Regions from separate parts of the Rattus norvegicus genome. Here region 2 is linked to region 1. Evidence: chromatin contacts called from public Hi-C data. All regions are on one chromosome and are shown on one strand. The core of a region is the stretch at or near the end of the contact, and the rest is flanking DNA. Distances in the headings are between cores, read along the strand shown. Region 1 holds the start of Arhgef26 (Rho guanine nucleotide exchange factor 26). Region 2 overlaps Arhgef26 (Rho guanine nucleotide exchange factor 26).

What was found. A called contact is a pair of places that touch in the nucleus more often than the background predicts.
Region 2: a Hi-C map of Schwann cells shows a contact between it and region 1, with 3 times the contacts expected there. The contact joins the enhancer-like site here to the promoter of Arhgef26 in region 1. A contact is called at or near these places in 3 of 12 Hi-C or Micro-C datasets (Schwann cells, kidney and liver).

Annotation. Positions count from the first base shown.
Region 1 is chr2:148,886,458-148,891,865 of GRCr8, forward strand. Arhgef26 (Rho guanine nucleotide exchange factor 26) reads left to right here and starts at 2,966. Exons shown (of 14, transcript NM_001427682.1): 1 at 2,966-4,578; 2 at 5,378-5,408. The coding sequence starts at 3,502.
Region 2 is chr2:148,931,795-148,936,914 of GRCr8, forward strand. The region is part of intron 5 of Arhgef26 (Rho guanine nucleotide exchange factor 26); the gene reads left to right. Among named protein-coding and RNA genes, the nearest start is that of Arhgef26, 45 kb to the left of the region's middle. Within about 2 kb of position 1,662, at least 3 of the 93 cell types and tissues checked have an H3K27ac peak or open chromatin away from gene starts, as enhancers often do. A contact at or near this core is called in Schwann cells, where this site is marked.

The DNA.
Region 1 (5,408 bases), core at 1,716-4,215:
CTGACTGAGACAGATGCAGATATTTACACCCAACAATTGGACTGAAGTTGGGGACCCCTATGGTTGACTTGGGGGAAGGACTGAAGAAGCTGAAGGGGAGGGTGACCCCATAGGAAGACCAGCAGTCTCAACTAGCCTGGATTCCCCAGAGACTGAGCCAACAACGTAGAGCATACATGGACTGATCTGACCCCTTAGCAGAGGTCTGCCTGATCTGGCCTCAGTGAGAAAAGATGAGCTTTATTCTCCTGAGAGGTGCCCAAGGGAAGCAGGAGGCCAGGGTTGGGGGAGCACCCTCTTGTGGAGGCAAGGGGGAGGAGAAATGGGATGAGGAATTGTGGGAGGGTGGGCAATGACCGGAATGTAAATAAACAGAATAAAAAATAAGTAAGTAAGTAAATAAATGAATAAATGAATGAATAAATAAATAAATAAATAAATAACTAACCTCGATAAATTCTACAAAGCAGAATTAAGTGGGCTGTTCTGTATAGTGGAAATATAGTAAAATTTTAGGTTTGCGATAAATAAATCCCCTGAACTGGAAAATGTAAAAATGAAATATTGTTCTATTGGTGCCTTTTTGTAGGGGAAAAGCCACACATACTAATAGCTGTGTGAAAACAAAAGTGTTCTAGAGAAATAGTATAAAACTTCAACCAATTTACTCTGCTTATATTTTACACTTCGTATATGTGCACAATAGAAAAAAAATTGTCTAAGCTAACCTAAAAAGTATCTTTTCAGTAAGTATAAGGAATTCCATAAGACACTGCAATTCATTTGTCCTAGTTAGGGCTTCTATGACTGTGACACATTACTACGCTAAAAAAGCCGGTCGGTTAGGGAGGAAAACGTTTGCTAGCTTATACTTTCATATCACTGTTCATCATCAAGGGAAGCCAGGACAGCAACTCAAACAGGGCAGAATCCTGGAGTCAGGAGCTGATGCAGAGTCTGTAGACAGGCTGCTTCCAAGGCCTGCTCAGTCTTCTTTCTGAGAGAACCCAGGACCACCGGTTCAAGAGTGGTATTGCCCACAAAGGGGCTGGGCCTTTCCCCAGCAATCACTAAGAAAGTGCCATTCTGCTGGATCTTACAGAGGTATTTTCTCCTTTAAGGTTCCCTCCATTCGGACTGCAGACTATATATCAAGGTGACATAAGACTAAGCATCACAGCAACCAATTGACTATGCCTTAGATTTGAAAATATGCAATAAATTAAGTAGAAGCTAAAACACTGGTCTGTGTGCTTGCAAATTTTCCTTAGTGAAAGAACAGGGTTTGGTGTTTTTGCTGTTGTTTTGGGAGTAGGCTGTTGCTTAGGAAGGAGGTGAGCAGACCATGACTTCTTCATCACAAGTCACAACTCAAGAACCAACATGCTTTACAGAGACACTAACCTCTCTCGCCATTACTTGCAGCTTTTTAACTTTGATCACAGATTGTATTTCGACCCCTATTAAACTTGCCATTTATCAACTCCACACTTTCTGGAGTTAAACTTATTATTGATATGAAAATTCCCTATACTAAGGTTCCATAGATGAACACAGAATCTATTGCATTCCATATGAAATTATTGTTAAATTTTCTTAAAATTTATTTTGATAAACATTTTGATTCCATTTCTTCGAGTTCAAGGACGTTTCTCAGTTCAAAGATCTTTATCGTGCAGCTTTGGTAAGTACACAAAAATATGAAGAAACACGATAAACATCACCCTTCCTTTCACCACCAAAGCAGAAAGAAGCACAGGCTTTAAACAGTGGCTGCTCACGTGAACTTTGAAAGCATGGAGACTGCCATATGTCTTGCTAACAGAACCAATTCTACAGATCTAACCGACTAAAATCATGTCTTCTCAGGTCGCCTCATTATTCTTACATACCTGGAATTTCACTAAGACAGAGCCAACTTGGCAACCAACATCCAAAAGACGAATGATCATTGGCCCAGGTTCGTTTCTCTCATTCATTTTCTCACTCCACAGATATTTATCATCTACTGTGTGCGTGAACTATCAACATGGCCCCTGCCCTCTTCAAAATTACAATGGGAAGGCAGAATAGATTAAGTATTAATACATAAACATATAAGCATACAGGTGTACGGATTTTGAGTAGTGTAGAAAAGAAAGAGATCAGGTGGTTGGGGAAATAAACAGTAGGGAGTATTCCAACTCCCATTCCAATGGAGTAACAAGCCAGAAGGCCAAGAAATAAGTGTGAAGACTCTAAGGCTGTGCACTTGGCTTGGCTAAATAAAGGTAGTGAGAAAAGACTAGGCTGTAGGGGTAGGCCCACCTCTATCCAGACTACTAATCTCGAATAAGGCTTTATTATGTATTCCTTGTAAGGTATTTTATTCTACACACATTTTCAATTTATATTATACACACTAAATAAATATTTTGTATTTTGTTTACTTTTACTGTGTGACTTGCAAACATACAAGGCCCAAAGATTATGAAATGCAGAGTTACGTTTCGCCTGGCCTTTTAGCCAGTTTTCCTCTTGAGTCCACATTGCAAGCACAGGCAGGAATGAGACCCCGAAGTGAGACGCCGGAGTGAGGTGCAGTTTGAAGACCCGCAAGTGGCCCAGTGAAATGGCACAGCAGCACCAGGTTCCGACTTGGTTCACCCTTCCAATCTCCATAGTTCGGGGATCATTAAGAACCCCTTTCCCTGCTCTCAAGATCATTCCCATGCTGTGTTCTGAGCTGCGACCGCGCCCTGTAGCTGGCCCCTAGGGCGGTCGCCCGCGCTCCTACATTCCAGTACTCCGGTCTGGACACCCAGCTCAGGTGTGCGCGTCCAGTTTGCAAACACTTGGAGCGCTCTCAGGGCAGGCGTAGGCGGGAACTGCAGGGCGCCTCAGTGCGAGCTTCCCCGGCGTGCTGAGGCGGGGCCAAGAGGGGCGGGGCGTAGCGCGGGGGCGGGGCTGGCGCCGCGGGCCTCTGCGAAGTTGGGTTGTGCGCTTGCCTCCGAGTTTTGGTGAGGACTCAGGCCACCCACGGGGACTGGGAGCACTCTTTGGTCCGTGCTCTGGACGCCAGGAAGGGTGAGCGCGCTGGAGACCGCGCACCGGGGGCAGGCTGTACTAGCGCGGGGCGGGCGGCTAGATGGAGACGCGGGGGAGTGTCCCGCGGCAAGCTGTCCCAGCCAGCTGAACTCTTTCCAAGTGTCCTGCAGTGGCGGCGAGCTCTCTAGGTGCCAACCGGCTTGGGGCGCGGGAAGGACTCAGAAGAGACCAGATTCATCTAATCGGTTGCGGCTCGGATCTCAATCCTCGGTCGCGCAGCGTGGCGGGAGGCGCTGTGCCCGAGAAAGGGCGGGTAAGTGAGGCGCTGCCGAGTCCGGCGCGACACCCGTGTGACCGCCGGACTGGACCCCGGCTAGGCTCCCAGACAATACTAGTTGTCCGGAGGCAAAGTTCCTTCCTCTTAGACAACCTGAGAAGCTTTCCTCCTCTTGGGGCCGGCCCAAAGGCCCCGCTATGGACGGCGAAAGCGAGGTGGATTTTTCCAGCAACGGCGTCACCCCTTTGTGGCGGAGACGGTCTACCCCTCCGCTCCAGTTGCTCGGCCGGAGCAAGCCGCGGCCACAGTCGTACCAGAGCCCCAGCGGGCTGCTGATCACTGACTTCCCGGTGGAGGAGCTAGCTGCTCTGCCCGCGCCACAGACTCCGGTCCCTGTACCCGCCGGCCCAGAGGGCAGGACAGTGTCCAGGAGCCCCCAGCTTCTGTGCGCACATCGGAGGCCGGTGACCAATGGTCGCACGGTGTCCCCGGACTACAGAGCTGCTTCTCCTCGACTTCGACGACCCAAGTCACCCCTGGTTTCCTACGCGGCGTCTGGAGGCTCCCCGAAGTCCGCTGTTAATGGCACGGTGTCCTCGCCCGCGGCGCTGTTGTCGCGCGCCTCGCGGACTCCGGACATCCCAGCCTCTAGCGCCCCGGGTGAGGACCGCACCAGGGTGACTGCCAGTAAGGTATCTTCACCCACTGCGAATGGCCTTGCCCCGAAAACCGACTCATCTGGCCCAGTATCACAAACTGGTCAGTCTGCTGGGGACTTGGAGCCGTCCCCCTCGAGACTCTCTCCTGCCCCCCAGCACAGGTCTTCAGAACAAAAACTGCCCCTCCAAAGGCTGCCCTCCCAAGGGAATGAGCTACCGAACCCTTCCGTGATTTTGAGTACCAACAGCCCGGCGGCCCTCAAGATGGGAAAGCAGCAGATTATCCCCAAAAGCCTTGCCTCCGAAATTAAACTGAGTAAATCCAACAGTCAGAATGTAGAGCCCCACAGGAGGCTTCTCAAGGTGCGCAGCATGGTGGAGGGACTGGGAGCACCCCTGGGCCCCGAAGGGGAGGAAAGCGAAGCCGACAACGACATAGACAGCCCGGGCTCCCTTCGGCGAGGCTTGCGGTCCACATCTTACCGAAGGGCAGTGGTCAGCGGTTTTGATTTTGACAGTCCCACCAGCTCAAAGAAGAAGAACAGAATGTCCCAGCCTGTCCTGAAGGCGGTAATGGAAGACAAGGAGAAGTTCTCTAGCTTGGGAAGGATAAAGGTAAGACTGGGCTGGCTCACGTGCCATTCATTAAATCCAATGTGAACGTGTTGGGGAAATTTTTTGAATGCCCATAGCACATGAAATCATGGAACAGTGCATTGCCTTGTTTTTTTCAGTAACCATGCCCCATATTTGTGCTTTATTATTAACTATCATTATAATTATCATTATCATTATTATTATTTACAAACTAATAGCTTAGAATCTGTATGAAAGTGAGAGATATTGTAACCTAATATGGGCCTAGCAGTTGGCCTTACTAAATATTTTTTTTACAATGTGACCTAAAGGAAAAGGGCCAGCCAGAGAGGGATGTTTGGAGTATGTGCCACCTTCTTAGAAACACGAGAGATCTAAGCAAGAGGGCAGTCACATTTTTTTTTTTTGATTAATCAGACAACCGGCACCAGTCTATAGAAATGTCACACATGTAATACACAAGCAAGCCTGTTTTAGTTTAGACATACAGTCTTAAAGGGAAGACATTACATAACATTTTATGTGCCCCTCCCCCAGCTGTCAGGGGGAGCAAAGTTCAGTTTAACAGTGAGAGTGAATCACAGAGACGTGAGCAGGACCGCTGGTCGTTCGAGGATTCTTTCTCTAGTTTAACGGGATGTGGGGACGCTCTACACTTTATTTTATTGTTGCGGTTTATTGCCATGGGGATTCTCTGCCATGTGCTTTTGGAAATCTGAAGGAAATAACAAAAAGGAACTTTTAACTTAAAATAGCTGTACTTGGCTTATTCATACACAGTTTGCTTTTCTCTCCTTTTTTTTTTTTTGTCTCTTAGAAAAAAATGCTGAAAGGACAAGGAACATTTG
Region 2 (5,120 bases), core at 412-2,911, 44 kb after region 1:
GCTGTTGTGAGTATTCTGTCTGCTGCTAACTTGGTGCGTTCACTTTTAGCACTGAAACATGAATCTCCCGTATTTCCCGCACTTGTCATGTTATCTGACTTCATCTTTTTCAGATACCTTTCTGAGTAGACATCTGAGCCAAAGTAACTATGTGAATCTTCTTAAACTCACTGCTTAAATGAGATTAAAATAAACGAGGTTTTTGATTTCTCAGATGTATTTACATTGGACAACCTATCAAAGATACACGTGTAATGCAGGTAAGAAGAGTTTAGGCTGAGGAACTAAATTTCAACTTAGGGTTCTAGCAAGCACACACACACACACAGACACGCATGCACACACACACATGCACACACACAGAGACACACACATACACACACATACACACATGCTCACACACACACAGACACACACACACAGACACACATATACATACCCATACACACACACACACATACACACACAGACACACATGCACACACACACATAGACACATACACATAGACACACACAGACACATACACATAGACACACACATACACCCACACACATGCACACACACACAGACACACATGCACACACACACACACACACACACACACACACACAAAATCACTATGATTTACTCCTTTTGGTGTGCATCCTCTACTGGAGTCAAAACTGTAAATACTTCTTATATCTGAATAGCTTTGACTTCCTCAAACATGGAGGACTTACAAACAAAGGTATCACATGTTCCGAGACACACTCTTTTTATGTCCCTGTTATGTCCTCGTTGCCAGTGTAAGCAAGGACGATTGTCTACTTTACTATAAGCTGCCTCTGAACGGACCCTGCATGGACCCCACCCTCTGCCCCCCTCGTTGCATTGCCACAGTATAATCTACAAGTAAGCTAATAGGTCATAGGAGCGTCTGACAGTTCACAGTTCATTGTTAAGAAGGCAGCTTAGCTTACGTTAAATTCTTTCAATCACCTCCAGAGTAAGTTGAGGAAGAAAAGGAACATGAATGTTTGGAAAGTGGGGACTCATTTTCAGATTTATAATTTTTTGGTACTCAGTATGAAAAGTATATCTCCAAAATAAACTTTAGTAAAAAAAAAAATTGAGAGCCTCCCAAGATTTAAGTGAAAGGATTCATCAACTCTTAAGTGGTAATGTAAATATTGAGCAATCTGTCATCAAATTTTCAATTTCTCAAGACCTCAGCTTTGTGTAAAAAGCTCTGAAAATGCATTTCCTTTAAAAATTTAAAAATTCATTTTCTGTATTCTAAAGAGAGATGAATAATATCTTAAATGTCAAGTTGGTATATTATTACCATTCTCTACATTTTTTTCAGACTATGGATTAAGTCATTGTATGTCTAGAAGAATATTCTGAGGAACTCATCTAGTGAATGGTGTTAGGTATAGGTCTTAACAGAGACTTTATCTACACAGTGTTTTCTTTGGATTTCAAAAAGGTTTCGGGAAATGACTTGGGCTTTTTAAAAAAAGATTGTGGAAAAGCTCCATGGAAATGTCAAGATTGGCTCAGATTGACCCTGTCACTTGTTGGGGATTTAGACAAAGGTCTCCTTGTAACTAGCAAACTGCTTTTGTATTGGGAGTTCATTGGAATGTCTTTTCTGAGAGGAGACCCATCTGGAGAAGCAGAACGGGGCACAATGGCAGGGTTTGTGCTCGCCTGCAGCCTGCAGAAGGGTCCTACTTCTCTGCATGGTGTGTGACTCGAGGCCCATTTACTCATACAGATAGAAGCCTGCACTTGTGTATGTGGATCCCTTGAAGAGTGTGCTGGAAGTCGCCTTCCAGGTGTCTTCAATTCCCCATCTCGCAAGCTGAAATTCTACACACACACACACACACACACACACAACTAAACACCCCCCCTCCCTGACCCCGCCCAACTTATTAAGGCAGTGAATTCCTTTCTTAGATTTCTCTGACGGTCAGATATTTTAGGAGGGATGATTTTTAACCTCTGTGTTACAGGTTTAGCAGTCATCTTGTCTTTACACTTGGGAGCAGCTGATCCTTGGGGCAGGTTTTAAGAAGTACTCGTTCTGAGGAAGGGTTGGTTTGCCTCGGCTGTGCTCGCTCTACCCTTGGCTTTGGACCTTTGCTCTCTCCTCTTTCCTGGCCAACATCTGGATTCCTGGTGTACTATACACGTATGATGAGCATGGAGTTAGCTCGTCGCATTTGGTGCGCTTGCTACCTTATTCCTAGAGTGACAGTTCGAGAGCTGTCTTAGCACTATCTTTGGACCACGCGATTTCTATTCTTGAAGAATATTATTTTGATTTAAAACTCTCCCCTTATAAGCTGCTGATAAAAGCGTATGAAAAAAAATCACTTTTTTTTCTTCTGTATTCTTTAGGGATGTTCAGTTGAGAAACACTTGACTTTGCCTATTTTATTTTGGCTTTCTAAGCTTGAACTAATTCACAACTTTGAAGACTGGCTTTTGTTGACCATATTTCTTTGCCAGATAACAGAGCGTGGAATCTCAATCTCATTCTTGGGTTGGTTACTTCCCCGCCTTCTTCCTATCAGCTACTTAGTGAGCTTCTCCTCAGTGAAGGGCTGATGCTTATCAGAATAACCCAAGGATCCAAAGCAGTGGCATTCAGTCTTTACTGAAGCAGTGTTATCACCAGTTGGAAGGGAAGAGTAATTCCATACTATGGTGCCTTTCTCGGCTGTACATTCTTCCAGTGGTATGTGGGTCAGAACAGTGAGCCTCACAGAGATGGGACTGGCTAACTTTACGAAGGCTCGCTTGTGTGTCTTCATATTAGGCCCTGAAAGTGGTGAAAACCTTGGGGATGTCTTGAAAAGTATAGCTATGTGTGTCACAATAATATTTTTGAAATTTGGGATTAGTTTGAGAAAGTAAATGATCATAAAGCAGCGGTTGTCAACCTTTCTAACGCTGCAACTCTTTACAGTTCCCCTTGCTGTGGTGACCCCCAACCGTAAAATTATTCCATCGCTACTTCCTAACTGTAATTTTCCTACTGCTATGAATCGTAATGCAAAGATCTGATATACAGGATATCTGATATGAGATCAAGAGGTCATAACCCACAGGTTGAAAGCCAATGTCCTAATAGGAGATGAGTCTAAAATTATTTCTTTGAGAATGAAAATTAAAGTTATATATAAAATAAAAACAGGCGGAAAGAAGGCTTTGTAAGCAAATCACAGAGCTTTGCACCTTTTTCAAGGAAAATACAGCACAATATTTGGACAAAGTTAATGGATTTCTTGAAAGAGCCTGATGTGTAGGCAGAAAGTATGAAAGTATGCATGATCCAGAATTGCTCTTGACCCAGTTCTGGTGTCTGCGTTTCCCTTGGTAGTTGTGTGCCCCTCCTTGGAGGCTGGAGGAAGTTACTCTTGATTTACAACTCCAGGAAATGGTGGTTTGGAGGGTCTGCCTTCCACCACTCCAAATAATAATTGTATACATGAAAAATTCAAAGGCTATCAAAGACTATGCTGTGAGAACGAGTCTCCAATAAAGCAGCTTTGGTTGTAGTTTCCAGAGGAACACAGACAGAGAGTTTATGCACAGATGCTGGTGACTTTTCTTTTGGTCTGTCAAATAGCCAGAGTTTTAAATGAAAAAAACCACTCAGTATCGTTTCCTCCCTTGCCCTACTCTCCAAATATGCTGGCACTTTCTCTGTTTTCTTCTCCTTAGGAACAGTGTGTGTGTGTGTGTGTGTGTGTGTGTGTGTGTGTGTGTGTGTGTGTGTGTGTGTGTGACTCTGACTTGGTGAGATACACATGTGTGGAAGAGATGTCAGAGAGATAGGAAATTCTCAAAGTGGGAGTTTCACCTGGTGCAGGGAACCAGGAAGTGACCTTCCTTACCTCATAATTATTGTTCCTGCCATTGTTACTCATGAGCTTGACCTCATAAGGTAATGGCCTTCACCTATCTAGAAATACGGTAGTTATTATAAGTTGTTAATTGTTTATATTTAAAAGTAACTATGAAAATCGGGCAACTAACATGTGAAACATAGTGTACTTAATAAAACATTTTTATACTTCAAATAAATAAATCGTCTAGTAGCAATATGAAGATATATTGTTCAAAGAAATTCCAAACCTGAGTCATGCTTCAGTTCAAAATATGAGACCCTACATCTAGTTTGAATACATAGTTTTTCACATATTTTCCTGCCTCTGGAGGGTTTATACATTTTGAGGGTTTGGTAATGGGCGGTCGATACATCTTAAGGAAAAGCCATCTGGCTCATGCAAGCTCACTAAAATATCCCTTTACATCATGCCCGTAGGGAATGCTTAGCTTTGTTAAAATTTGTATAAGTCAAGATTTCACCTTATTTTTAAAATACTGTTAACTTATTTGAAATTGGAAAGGTAAATAGTGAGCCAGCTGTATATACAGTAGATCTCCAACCTCACAAAAGCAGCGTTGTTAGTTTGGTTCGCAGAGTAAACCACCTGGCACACACGAGTTCATTTTGTTTTTACTGTGCTTTGTGATTAACTTTTTCCATGCACACGTTTGCAGCTTTTTGAAGTTGAGCAAGATAGCACTCTGCCAGATTAACAATTTCTCATTGCTGTGGCAAATGGCAACTTGAGAGGACAAGTTTACTGTGTGTGGTCTGAGAATCCATGGCCGTGGCCAGGAAGGCATGGTAGCATCCATGGTAGCACACAGGAGTATGTGGCTGAGACTCCTGACGTCTGGGTGGACCAGGGAGCAGAAAGAGATGAATGCTGGCCCTTAGCTCTTTGCCGACTTTCTCCAGTTTTTAAAATTCAGTAGAAGACCCCAGCTCATTTAGGGTGGATCTTCTACTTCATTCTCTCTAAAAACACTTTCACTTAGGGTGATCCTCACAAATGAGCTATGATGCTAACAGTCAAAGCCAACCTTATCTGCTTTCTTGTCCTTAACTAGGGTCCTTCCGGTGAGTTGGTTACATAACTTTTTTTTTCCATCTTTATGTTTATCAGTTGTGATTTCTGCTACTTAAAATAGTCTCAGAGCAGCAGACTGGAGTGCTGTCAAGTGTGTGGTATTCCATAGCAACAAGATTGTTGAACACCTTGGGAGAAAAGGT